Regions from separate parts of the Mus musculus genome. Here region 1 is linked to region 2. The links are chromatin contacts, called in public HiChIP or PLAC-seq maps. All regions are on one chromosome and are shown on one strand. The core of a region is the stretch at or near the end of the contact, and the rest is flanking DNA. Distances in the headings are between cores, read along the strand shown.

Region 1 (5,855 bases), core at 702-3,201, 350 kb before region 2:
AACGAAAGAGAAATTAAACACAATGCTGTGTCACGAACTTTGACCTACGTGTCAACTTAGAATTTCAAATAAAATTAGAAGATTTTTCTAATAATTATATGGGATGGCAAATAAGGTCCAGGGGCAAGCACATGTGGCAAAAAGTGACTAATTGTATTTTGCAAAAAGGCAACGGGTGCTGACCCTTCCCGGGATAATACTGCACAGAAGCCAGAGAAGAGGAAAGGTTACCAGCAGTTAATGTTAAATAGTGATCCATCCGCCACACACACCCCCACCCGCTCCTCCATATTCATAGGAAACAACCACCATCCATATTCATTGCCTGAGAAAGAGTTTTAAAGTAGCAAACATGCGCTTGGAAGGCTTCAGTTCTAATCAGAGCGCTTCCCCTTGATGGCCGCCATAGGCTTTCCTGCCAAACTCAAAATTAAAGTAAACTAATAAGGAAAAAAGGGGGTGTGTGCAACAGTACAGGAATAGTCTCCCTTAAGAGAGACAAGGGTGCCTGCTGTCAGGGGTCATCAGCTGGGGGCTTCTCAGCTGTGCACAAGAGCATCCCGGTGCTGCTCTGAACTGGGATCCCAGCTACCCCATCGGAGCCAAGCTTCGTCACAACTCTATGCCTCCATTTCCTCTGTAGCATGGCCTAACAACAGGCCCTGCCTCAAAAGAGAAAATTCAGAAAGCCACATTTCCGTCCATGGGCTCTGAATGGCAGTTTCTGGGCTTATGTCCTTGTCTTAGTAGTTCTGTAGGAAAACAGAAGTTAGAATTGAGAGAGAGACAGAGACACAGAGAAATAGAGACAGAGACATAGAGGCAGAACCACAGGCACCTAGAAGGAGAGATTTACATATGGTGGAGGATACAGGGAACCCAAGACACTCACTTCATTCCATGTGGTGTTCGCCTTGCCCTCTCCCCCACCCACACCGGGCCCTGAAGGCACCAGAGAGACTCAAAAGTCGATTTTCTCTGAAATGGAACCCACCCCAGTAACATGGGCAGGAAGGCAGGAAGTTGAGCAGAGCGCAGGCAGGTGTCTCACAGATTGTGATCTGAGAGCCCTCCCCTGCTGCGGGGGTCGCTTGCGCCCCCGCGCCCAAGCTCTGCGATCAGGGAGATTAGGGCCGCACTAGGCAGAAGGGCAGATTCAGAAAGGAAATGCGACGAAAGCGAAGAAACAAAAAGGAAGCTGAAAACAGTTCCGCGCCCAAAAGAAAAAACACCACAGGGCGCTCGCTCCGGAGCCTTGGGACATCGCGAGTCCCGCCAGGCTGGTGGCCTGTGATTACCTCTGTCCCCCAGCCACCGAGTCTGCGGAGGGGGGTCTGCTATGAGCAAAGTGAAATCTGTTTAAATCGGGTTGCTCTTTGGAGAAATAGCATTTGGGAAAGTGCAAGCGCTCTGCGGAATTCGGGACTTGTCCAAGGGTGGCGCTGAACCTGGTGGCTAGGAAACTCGGGGTGTGCACCCCCAGCCCGTGAGGCCCTGTGATGAGAGATAGCATTGACGAATCCGAGTTGAGGGTGAGAATCACCCCAACACCACCTCCCAGGGACCACAGGTCTCCCTGAAGGTCAAGGGTTCCCGGGTCAGCCTGGCAGAGCCTCCCAAATGAAATGATTCCCCAAGGAGAGGGCCAGCAGCCAGCACTGCACTACAGCGCTGCCGCTGCTGGGAAAGTGGGCAATTGCAGACAGACCAACCACCGACTAACCCAGAGTCTGGCTTCCTAAGCCATTTAAAGTCCTGCTGTGCTTTTGTTGTAAAGTTCTTCACAGCCACCGAGTAAAAATTTAAAAATAAAAACGTAATAATAATAATACATAACAAAAATAAGAAGAAAAAAATTTTTGAAAGCATGCAAAGCGGTCTTTAAAGGGAAACCCACATCACCATTTCCTCTTGGAGCCCCACCCTTCTGGAAGACCTAAAGATGGCTGCACCCAGCCCTTGCCTTTCTGCTGCTCCCTACGCTACCCCTAGGACTCTGGGTTTTCTTGAGGGTTTATTTTGTTTTCCTTTGGTTTTTAAGGCAAGGCAGGAGTCTGTCCAGCAACAGGTGGCTGCTTGTGCTGCAGGCGGCTGCCCTCCTTGTCCTGGGCAGCAGCGGGGAGCAGTTTTGCTATGTCCTCTGTTGGGTTTTCCTGTAATTCCCAGGACCCTCCTGCCCTTCCGTATTCTGTTGAGAATGGGCATGAACCAGATTCCTGGAGTCATATAAAAACTCCGTTATGGTTTACAAACAGCTTTGAAACCATAAGAAATTAATTTTTTTAATTACAATTTTGTTCCAGCCAAACAGGGACCCGAAACATTAACTTTCTTTACCAACCAAGGGTGTGCGATGAAATCGCCCAGCTGACCGAGGAAGCAAAAGGTTTATAAATAAACGCTTCCAACTGACGCCAGCATGCAGAGGCACCGCAGAGCTGGCCGGGCAGAACCTTTTCACCTTGGTTACTGTCAGGAGATTGTGTGGCATGGCCACAAGCGGACATCCTGGGACTTTGTTCCATATATAACCAGGAATAAATGTCTGTCCTGACTCCCTGGGTTCCTTCAGTTACTGTGAGACAGATCAGACAGGCCAGCACTCAGCATCTTTGTGACAGATTAAATAGTGATCCGATCAGGCCTTGACCAGATTCTTGGGTACTGATGCTGCCTTTTGTAACAGTGGAGGCTCAATATTCTCTGTCTTATTCTCAGCCCAATGCTATAGATGATCAAATGTGATTAAAAAAAAAAAAGAGTAGAGACACCAAACCTCGCTCCGGCTGAGAACCCGCAGAATCGGGGTACTGAGGCCCTTGCAGCATCCCACACAGGTGTGTGGAGTTCCCCCAGTTCTTCACGTTATCAACCTTGGACTGGTGCTCCCGTTCTGTTGTAGTTCCACCTCCACCTCCCTCCACCCCCGGGGGGACTTAAAACTTGCTTTTCTGAGCCTTTGATTAAATGGCATGTTTTGAGACGTTCCCTTCCCCATGCCGGTCAATAATAACTGTGCGGGGCTTTGTGGGAGGCCCCTTGGACGCAGCAGTTGAAAGGCGGGTGTTACAGTCAGATGTGCAGGTCCAAGCGGAGGTCGTGCCTCTGTGACTGTTGGAAGCTGTGCGAGATCACAGCTTCTCCCATCAAAGTTTCTCCATTCTCTGGCAGCCAAGCTGCAGCGCCTCAGAAAACTTGGCCTGACATTACCCTGTTGCTGGGGAGGAAGCTCCGGAAATTTTCCACCATGTTTACCGGCACCTTGTGAGAGGCAGGATAACCGAGCACACCCGGCAGAGAAGCTGGAGGTTTCCGTAAACGGAAGAACGGCACCAATAACAACAACGACGATGAAAACCAAAACAGCAACAACAAAAAACAAATAAGAACAAAAGGAAAACAGACAGACGCTTTGTTCTATGTAACAGGTTCACTTCACTATGACATTTTCACAAAGGACTTGGAAAAAAAAATAAACCTTGGCTTCCAATGAGCAAAAAGCCAGAGAGATACCACGTCCTAAATGTCTACCTTCGTGGTCGTCTCAGTGGGTTAAATCATTCCTCTCAGACTAGGAAGCAATGTGCAAGAGACGCATCCATCCCCTTGCCACTGAAGGAAGCGACCATGGCTAGCTTGCCCCCACAGTTAGGAGCAGCGAACAGAACCCCGGACAGTTTAGTGTGAACCTCCACACACATCCCAGGTAGGTTTGCTTGGATGTTATTTCTATTGTTTTAAGCCACCCATGCTAAAACAAACAGAGAGGCCAAAAATAGCTTTTCTTAGTCCTGGCCACACACACATAAAACCCCACGGAAGCAGAAACTGACAAGTTCTTCAGACCTCCAGCCTGAACAATGCTCCTCAGAAGCGGTCTTCTAAGGAAGTGGGTTTCAAAATGTAACACACTCTCTCCCATAACTTTCACCCTGAGGGCTAAAAGGGCTTGAATACCCGCCCTAGAAATTTCTTGTAAGACCGAGCCAACATAGAAGCTTTTATGGTGGGGGTGGGGGGGGGATATTAGGTGTTTAAGTGAGATAAACTCATTTTTAAAAAATAATTTCTGTCAAGAAGATCATTTGTGGCAGGCAGGTTCTTAGGATTTGCAAAGAGTCATCTGCAATCTGGCTTCTTGAAATATTTGTTAATCTGTTTTAAAACTGGGGATTTGGCATCGCCTCTCAGAATACGTGCAAAGACAATGATCTACAAATGATTTAGATCAGTGGTCAGCACCGTGCCCTAAAAACTGTAGCAAGGAGAACTCGGAAGAGGTTTTAAAACTCAGAAAGACAAAGGAGATTGGGTGGGAGACTGTTTTAGTCATAGCTAGGTTCAGTCCGCAAGAGACAGCGCACTGACACGCTGCACCCAGCATGGTATCTGGGCACCCATCTCCCCAGCAGCTGGGCGGATTCCTACATCTTTTCAATCTGGAATTTTGAAATATTTCTAAGAGCACTAAACACTTAAGATGTAAATGACAGGTAATCGGATGTGGCTGAGACATTCTCTAGCTATTCTCTGTTTCCTCCATGCCAAATGTACCTAAGTGGGTGAGGGTGCAGGTGATGGTGGAGTGGATAGAGATGCAGGTGATGATGGAGTGGATGGAGATGTAGGTGAGGAAGGAGCTGCTGCATACTGAGCTCTGCGAGAAGCAGGAAGTAACATGGCAGTGCTTGTTCATGCCTCCTCTGTCCATCAAGCCCCCTTCCACTGAGCAGCTGCCAGACCTTCATTTTTTCTCACAGTTCCTTTCTTTTTGAGTCCTCCTACAGCTCCTCAGCTTGGCGCGTGGTCTTAGCTCACTCTGTCTTTCTTTGCGGCTCCACTGCTGTCCCATTTTTCTGGTTCGTCTAGACGATATCTTTGAGATTCTAGATGCCCAGGAGGCATGGTCTCCATTTTGTCTGATGATGCTCCATAGAGTCCTTCAGCCTCGGTCTCTGTGTTGATGGAGGGGCTCAGGTTCTCCGTCCTCCCTTCAGGCTCCTTCTATCAGAGTTTTAAAAAAAACACAACGAAGAGTGTGGTGCTCACTTCTGGTGCTGGCCCTTCGCTCCCTGACTGCTAGCTGACCACAATTCCATGGAGAAACACATGTCATTAGTCAAGTGTCACTCTGAAATTTGGGGGGAACCATGGCTTTTTGCTTCTTATGTCTACTTGCCACCTTCGCAAAGTGTAAGCCTGGCCTCTCCTCTCTGACCTCTACCAGATGTGTAATGAAAACAGCAGTGATGCCATTGGTGAGGTGGTGACGTCATCGGTGTGTGGTCAAGATCGGTGAGACAGTGATGTCACTGGCGAGCAAACAAGGATTTTTCTTATGCGGCAGATCGCGGCTCTCAATGGAAACGTTGATGTTAGGTAGAGAGGGAGCTTGCAGCGTAGAATTCTGCTTTGCCATTCACAAATATTTCAGCAGAGGACCATTGTGTTCCCCTTTCCCGGGAGCCTTCATGGACCCAGTAAAAGTCTGGAACCAAGCTTTAATATAAGACTTATTTTTATTTTATTTATTTGTTTGTTTGTTTTAAGGAATTAGCAGGAGCTGGGATGCAGCTCCCGTTGCTGATCGTCTCGAGTGTGAATCCTGGACTCCATTCCCAGCTCCTCAAACAAGAGAAAGCCCCACACTCAGTACAGGTCACATTTCAGGACGGATCTCCCCCCACCCCGCCCCCGTGTTTAAATTATTTGGGGATGCCCTGATGTGCCCCACGTCAGACTGCACCTTGAGATGTGTGTTCTGTGACGTTCAGCTGTAGTTCTCTTTTAAAGTTTATTTTCACACCGTGGACAAGGATCTGTTTTCTCAGAGCAGTAAAACAAACATCATCTCA
Region 2 (6,042 bases), core at 1,074-3,573:
CTTCTTTCTTCCACCGTTCTCCACCCCTTTCCTTCCACCCTTTCAACCCCCTAACACTACATAGTAGAGAAAAACGGGTAGAGGGAAAAGGGGTGACATCATTAGATCACTTCCTGCTGACTAGGAGTGAGGAGTTTCTTGGGACAAGTATATCATCTTTTCCAACAGGATATCTAATTTCTTCTTTCTTCTTCGGGCACCGTACTTAACAAAGGGTGACCAACAATGACCTATAGCGACCAAGACCAACTAACATCCCACCACACCTCTCAGGACCCTGGCATTTATATACCCTCTGCAAAGTCCCCAGCATTCCAAACATCACACAATCACAGAAACTATCTGCAGCTGGCACAATCACTCCTCTGCTAGAGCACGAGGCAAATCACAGCCAGCTGCTGTGGACAGTCTGAAGCAGCCCCATATCCCACTCCTGGGATTAAAACAAAAACATATTGTTACAATAGTTCTGTGTTTTGTTTTGTTTTGTTTTTAAAGAATCCAAAATGCCAACTTTGACACTACACCTGATGTCCTGAGTTCAACTCCTGGGGCCCATATGATGGAAGGAGAGGACTCCTTCAAGTTGCCCTCTTCCTTCTCCTCTCCCTCTCTCTCACAATAATACACACACACACACACCTCACCCATTAACTAACTAACTAACTAACTAACTAACTAACTAAATGTAAACATTAGATAAACAAACCAGCAGAACCTGTGGTTCTGCCCATGGAGCCCAGCAGTGCCCGGCTCATGGGAAGCAGGCAAAGTTTCCCCAAACCCACGCTCTGTCTCCAACCCCCGCATCCTCATCTCGGTCACTTTCCAGTACTTCACAGCTCCTGTACATGCAGACACTGGGCCTCACTGTCCTTTTTCTCAGGGGCTTGCTGTTTGCAAAGGAAATCGAGAGGCCTATGTTTTTATTCCATCCTTAAATGCAAGCTCCCTCCAGAAAACCAGGAGGCAGAAGAGAAGTTGAAAAAGGAAGGAAAGAAACCATGTTTGGTACCAGCTGCCTGGACGGGCGCGTCCAGATGTTTTCTGTGTGCGTCTGCATCTGCGTCCAGCCTCACCAGGACAGTCAGCGTGTCTGCCCGGGGTCCTGCGTTCAGGCTGACCACTCCATGGCCTATTCCCAAGATTTCTTCATGCCCCCTGTAGTTTGATTCTTTTTTTAAAATTACATTTATTTATTAATGTATTATGTAGGGCAGGGTATGTAGGCCCCGTGGCATCCTGTGGAGATCAGAGAACAACTTGCTGGAGTTGGTTTTCTTCTTCAGCTGATGAGCTATCTCACAGGCCTGTGATTAACATTTTTGGGTCCAAAATATTTTTTTAACCTTTCATATTATTTCTTTGGGCTGGATTCCAAGAAGTGGCATTACTGATAATGTGCAAAAGGTTCTTCGTATGGATTGCCAAATTATACTCCAGAAGGGCAGCGCTGTCTCGCCTCCACCCCTCCTCCCATCTCTGTCTCTGGTCTTCTCCCCCAACCCCACCCTGCCCCGTCCCCTTGGCAGGTGTGCCCACGGCTTGTTTGATCTTCCTCAAATCCCTACAACCTTTGTGAAGTCTGGAAACCAAGCTGACACACTTCACACTGAAGTAAGAAAGACGTAGGAGCCTACAGAGGGCTCCCCAGCACTGCCGGCTGTGGGGTCCTCTAGCCCGTGTCTTCTCCATTCTAACACGGTTTAGTAGTGACAGGTGAGAGAGAAGCAAACCGAAAGGATGAAATACAAAGGAAAAGTACACGCCAAAGAAGAAAGACGGTAGAAAACACGTGCTCTGTGGCGGGAGGCCGAGGAGGGACCTAGAAGGTGGCGAGAAGAGAACAGCAACAGGAGCGCTCAGAAAAGGAAGTCCGCTATCCCGGACACCCAAGATGGCCCAACTGGAGACAAAGTGAAACCAGCCCGGAGTTGAAGGCGCGGGCAGAAGAGGGGTGCGTAAAACAGGGACCGCCTGGCATTGCGACCTCTCCATGACCAGGAGAGACACAGTCTACGAGCTGGCGTGAAAGCGGGCAGCGGCTCGCTTGGAGTGTAGTTCTTGGACTGAGGGGGCAACACGAGAAAGGAGCCTTAAGCATGGAAAGAGCCGCCCAAAGCAGGCAATTAGCATCTCCCACCGTGGGGTCGCAGGAGCATCGTGCAAAATTACGTATCCAACTCCAGGAGTCCCTAGCGCCCGGCATACTCCGTGCACCCCGCACATCGAGTGCACTCAGCAACGGAGTGCACGCCACATCATCTCGCACACCAAGGGATTGCAGGCAGCTCAGCTGCGCAGCAGCCCATGACGATCCCAGATACTAACGCTAGAGGGAGCGCAAGGGTTGTCGTGCCTTGGGGTCCTGGACCATCCGGGCAGCCTGTAGGGTGCTGGGCTGCTCAGGGGTGCAGGGGTGTGGATGAGGCCCCGAGTGGCTGATGGGGGGGGGGCGTGCAGAGAGTTGTCGAGTGCCTTACTTGATGTTACACACAAGCCGTGTGAAACAGAAACTGGGCAAAGGAGGCAGGGCATACTGGTGCCCCCCCCCAACCTCCAACTCTGCTCCCCGGAACTTTTTAAGGGGGGGAAATAATCCGATCCCATCTGCACTTACCTCGTCACCTAACATGGGGGAGGGGAGGGGTAAGGGCGCGCGCACACACACACACACACACACACACACTCCACTTTCGAGGGGCGGGGGTGGTGGGCAGGCAAACTTTAAAAGGCTTTTAAGCAAAAAAAAAAAAAAAAAAAAAAAAGGAAAACGAGGTTGCACGAGGCTGAGGTACTTGAAATGATTTTTGTGTTGCAAATTGCTATGCTTTTACTGAGGGCTGATGAAAATAAATGAAGCGCCTCTCCCTCTTTTTGCTAATAAATGAAATGAAAAAAAAAAGCACCATTATTATGCCACCTGCTTCTAATTCCTAATTGTGGTAACTTAATTTTCGGATTGTTGTAACGGCTTGCTACCGCAGGCGCCCGAGCAAAAAGAAAAAAAAAAAGTATGGAAGGCCGGTTGGGTCTCTTTTGGCAGATGAGGTAGACTACGTGCAGGTTGGGTTTTTTATTTGCTTCTCGCATTGAGATTTACATATTGTATATTGGGAGGAGATCATCCAGCACTTTCTTCAGCAGCCCGAGGGGTGCTCGGGAGGAGGGAAGAGTCTGAGGTACTCCCTCAGCAGTGGCCGTGACAAAGTCCACGTTCCCCCCACCCCCACCCCGCCCCCCGCACTGAGATTGAATGTTGTTTTCTCTAAAAGAAGGAGGAAGTGTTTCTATAAACTGGTCCCTGGCTGCCTTCTACGAACCTTAAAGCCCTTAGAGACGCGGACTGGACTTGGTGGTGGGTTCCTCTGAATGGCGACCCTATTACCAGCTGAGCTGAGATACCCCTTTGGTTCCTTGCTCCCTGCTTGCTCCCTATACCCTGAAACACCTTAGGCAGAGTCCTGATATAAAAATTCTCCTGTCAAACGGACGTGAGCAGATCCACAACACAATAACTTCACCCAAGTCAAGGGTCCTGTTTTTACCATTGTAACCTAATTCCAAGTTCAAACTAAGAATTTTTTTTTTAAGTTCTGGGGTTATCAGGCATATTGGAAATCATCTGAAGGGTACATGTTTTCGATACTGTGATAAAAGGGTAGATTACTTCTTTAATCTACACATACACACACACACACACACACACACACACACACACACACACACTGGTTTATAAGCTAAGTCCATATCTAAGAAGAATAACAGTTGAAGCCAGAAAAACCTGCCAGAAAGAGAGCAAACACCTTCTCTGGCGAAATCAATTTAAACTCTGACTGTCATGGCCTCCTGGCTCCTGAGAATCTCACACTGGGGACCATTGTCCTTTATGCCTGTGATAGAAATAGGCTGTACAATGTGGGTTGAATTGCATTAGAGTCATTTCAGAAGAGAGAGATGTTTATTGTCTATAGAAAACAGCCAGACTTGCCACCCGGCTGAAACTATCCTGTGAGTGCTGCAGTGACTCTGTTGATGATAAAACCCAACTCTAAGGGAAGAGACCAGGAGCCAGCGTGGACCAGAAGACAGGCAGTGCAGCCCAATTCTAAACATAAGAGGATCCAAGGAGGGGATGCAGAGAGGCCATCGATGAATGGAGACCGAACGGAAGAAAAACATTTGTGAATGAGACTTAATGGGGCCCGGCGGCAGGTGCTGTTTAAATACCCAGAATAAGGTTGCAAGCAGCTCGTTCGCGTTTGCTGGGCGCCTATCCTATGCTGCGTGACATTAGAATGGAAATGTGCAGAAAACACAAGCCTACATCTGCAGGCAGAGCTAGGCTGACAGGGAGAGGGGGTAGGAGACCGACCTCAAAGTCAGAAAAATATGCAGAAGTGGAGAATCTGCGTGCCTGGGTGGTGGTGTGGGTGGCTTAATGTAACACGGAATGCAAATGCGTCTCCCGATCAGCCTAGAGTGTCTTATTTACATCTTAAGCTGTTTGTTGCTGATTTTTTTTTTCATGCAACCGTTTTATACTGGAATTCTCAAAGCTGAACCAGGAGCGTGGAAATGGCTTGGTTGGGCTCTTGCTGTGTATCTTCTGGAAGGCACCAACTCGCATGCACACACATGCACAGCCACATCTATTCATACAGGAAGTGTGCCCCTTATCCATACAAATCTCTGCCATCTATATTCCCAAACACGGGGGAGTCTGTGTATTTATTTCTGTCTTGAACTCAACTATGAAACACAAGTCAACATTCTTAAATGTCATTTTTTAATACCTCATATAAAAGGCAAACTTCTCCTAACGTGCTTTCCTATTAAATGAACTCCCCGAATACTGCGTGCACCCAGTTTCATTCGTAATGCTAAGGCATAATATTTTTTAGAATTTCTTTCAGCATTAAAAAAAAATGAAAGAAAAAGAAATGCAGGGAAAATATTTTGAAAGTCAATTAAAATTTTGTGTACGTTTTCATTTTTTAATGATAAATTAAGTTACTAATTTTGTCCGTGCTCTTTGTAGACACTGCAGGTTTAATTGCTAATTGTTAACTGCGAATGAATACATTTGCATATTAATTAGCTCCCAATTTACATTTTTAATTTGCTTCCTTCAAAAGGTGCAAGATAAAAGGTCGTGTTATTTTAAATAATTTATGCTTTATTGCATGAAATACGCTAATATGAAATGTGCCTACTAATTTTAACCCCTTTTCTAAGAAGGAAAGCGAGCAGCATTAAAGGGAACACGGCTGAGCTGGTGGTGTTCTGGAAAAAAAAAATTATGCTGTTCTGAACCTCGGCAACAACAGAATCACTTTTTCCTGCAGTCTTGTTGGACTGGGAAAAAAAAAGGAGAGACTGTATTCTTTCCTATACCCATCAGCTTAAACAGTGATAATGTATTTAAAGGAAAAAAAACAGCTGTAGTGTGTCTAGGTGTCTGGTTTGTGTCTGTGTGTCTGTGTGTCTGGTTTGTGTCTGTGTGCCTGTGTGTCTGTGTGTCTGTGTGTCTGTGTGTCTGTGTGCCTGTGTGTCTGTGTGTCTGTGTGTCTGTGTGTCTGTGTGCCTGTGTGCCTGTGTGCCTGTGTGTCTGTGTGTCTGTGTGTCTGTGTGTCTGTGTGTCTGGTTTGTGTCTGTGTGCCTGTGTGCCTGTGTGTCTGTGTGCTTGTGTGTCTGTGTGTCTGTGTGTCTGTGTGTCTGTGTGTCTGTGTGTCTGTGCATGTGTACACTGACTAGGGCTTTCTCTGGGGGCCCCATCATGCTTTCTAGTGAATCCTGTTTGCAAATGGAAGTCAATGAAGCGGCATCCATTAATGGCTGCTCCTTCCCCACTGCCACCACCATGGACTAGACCCGACATTCTTCCAAAGTGTGGCTTCCAAGTTCCTTGCCCAGCTTTCTTAAAAACCCACCAGTTTGTTCCTCTCAGGGAACTGATCAAAGAGTTCTCATATTGTCATTAAGTCCCCCCAGAAGAAAAGAAACCCTGATTGTCAACCGGCTGTAGTATTGACACATCAT

Evidence for each region. HiChIP or PLAC-seq counts read pairs in DNA pulled down with a chosen protein or histone mark.
Region 1: an H3K4me3 HiChIP or PLAC-seq map of forebrain shows a contact between it and region 2, with 6 times the contacts expected there. The contact joins two enhancer-like sites. A contact is called at or near these places in 2 of 115 datasets of contacts at active chromatin or transcription factors (embryonic stem cells and forebrain).

What each region holds. Positions count from the first base shown.
Region 1 is chr12:106,306,452-106,312,306 of GRCm38.p6, reverse strand. No RefSeq gene overlaps it. Among named protein-coding and RNA genes, the nearest start is that of Gm24986, 88 kb to the right of the region's middle. Within about 2 kb of position 1,951, at least 73 of the 459 cell types and tissues checked have an H3K27ac peak or open chromatin away from gene starts, as enhancers often do. A contact at or near this core is called in forebrain, where this site is marked.
Region 2 is chr12:105,959,137-105,965,178 of GRCm38.p6, reverse strand. No RefSeq gene overlaps it. Among named protein-coding and RNA genes, the nearest start is that of Vrk1, 48 kb to the left of the region's middle. Within about 2 kb of position 2,323, at least 119 of the 459 cell types and tissues checked have an H3K27ac peak or open chromatin away from gene starts, as enhancers often do. A contact at or near this core is called in forebrain, where this site is marked.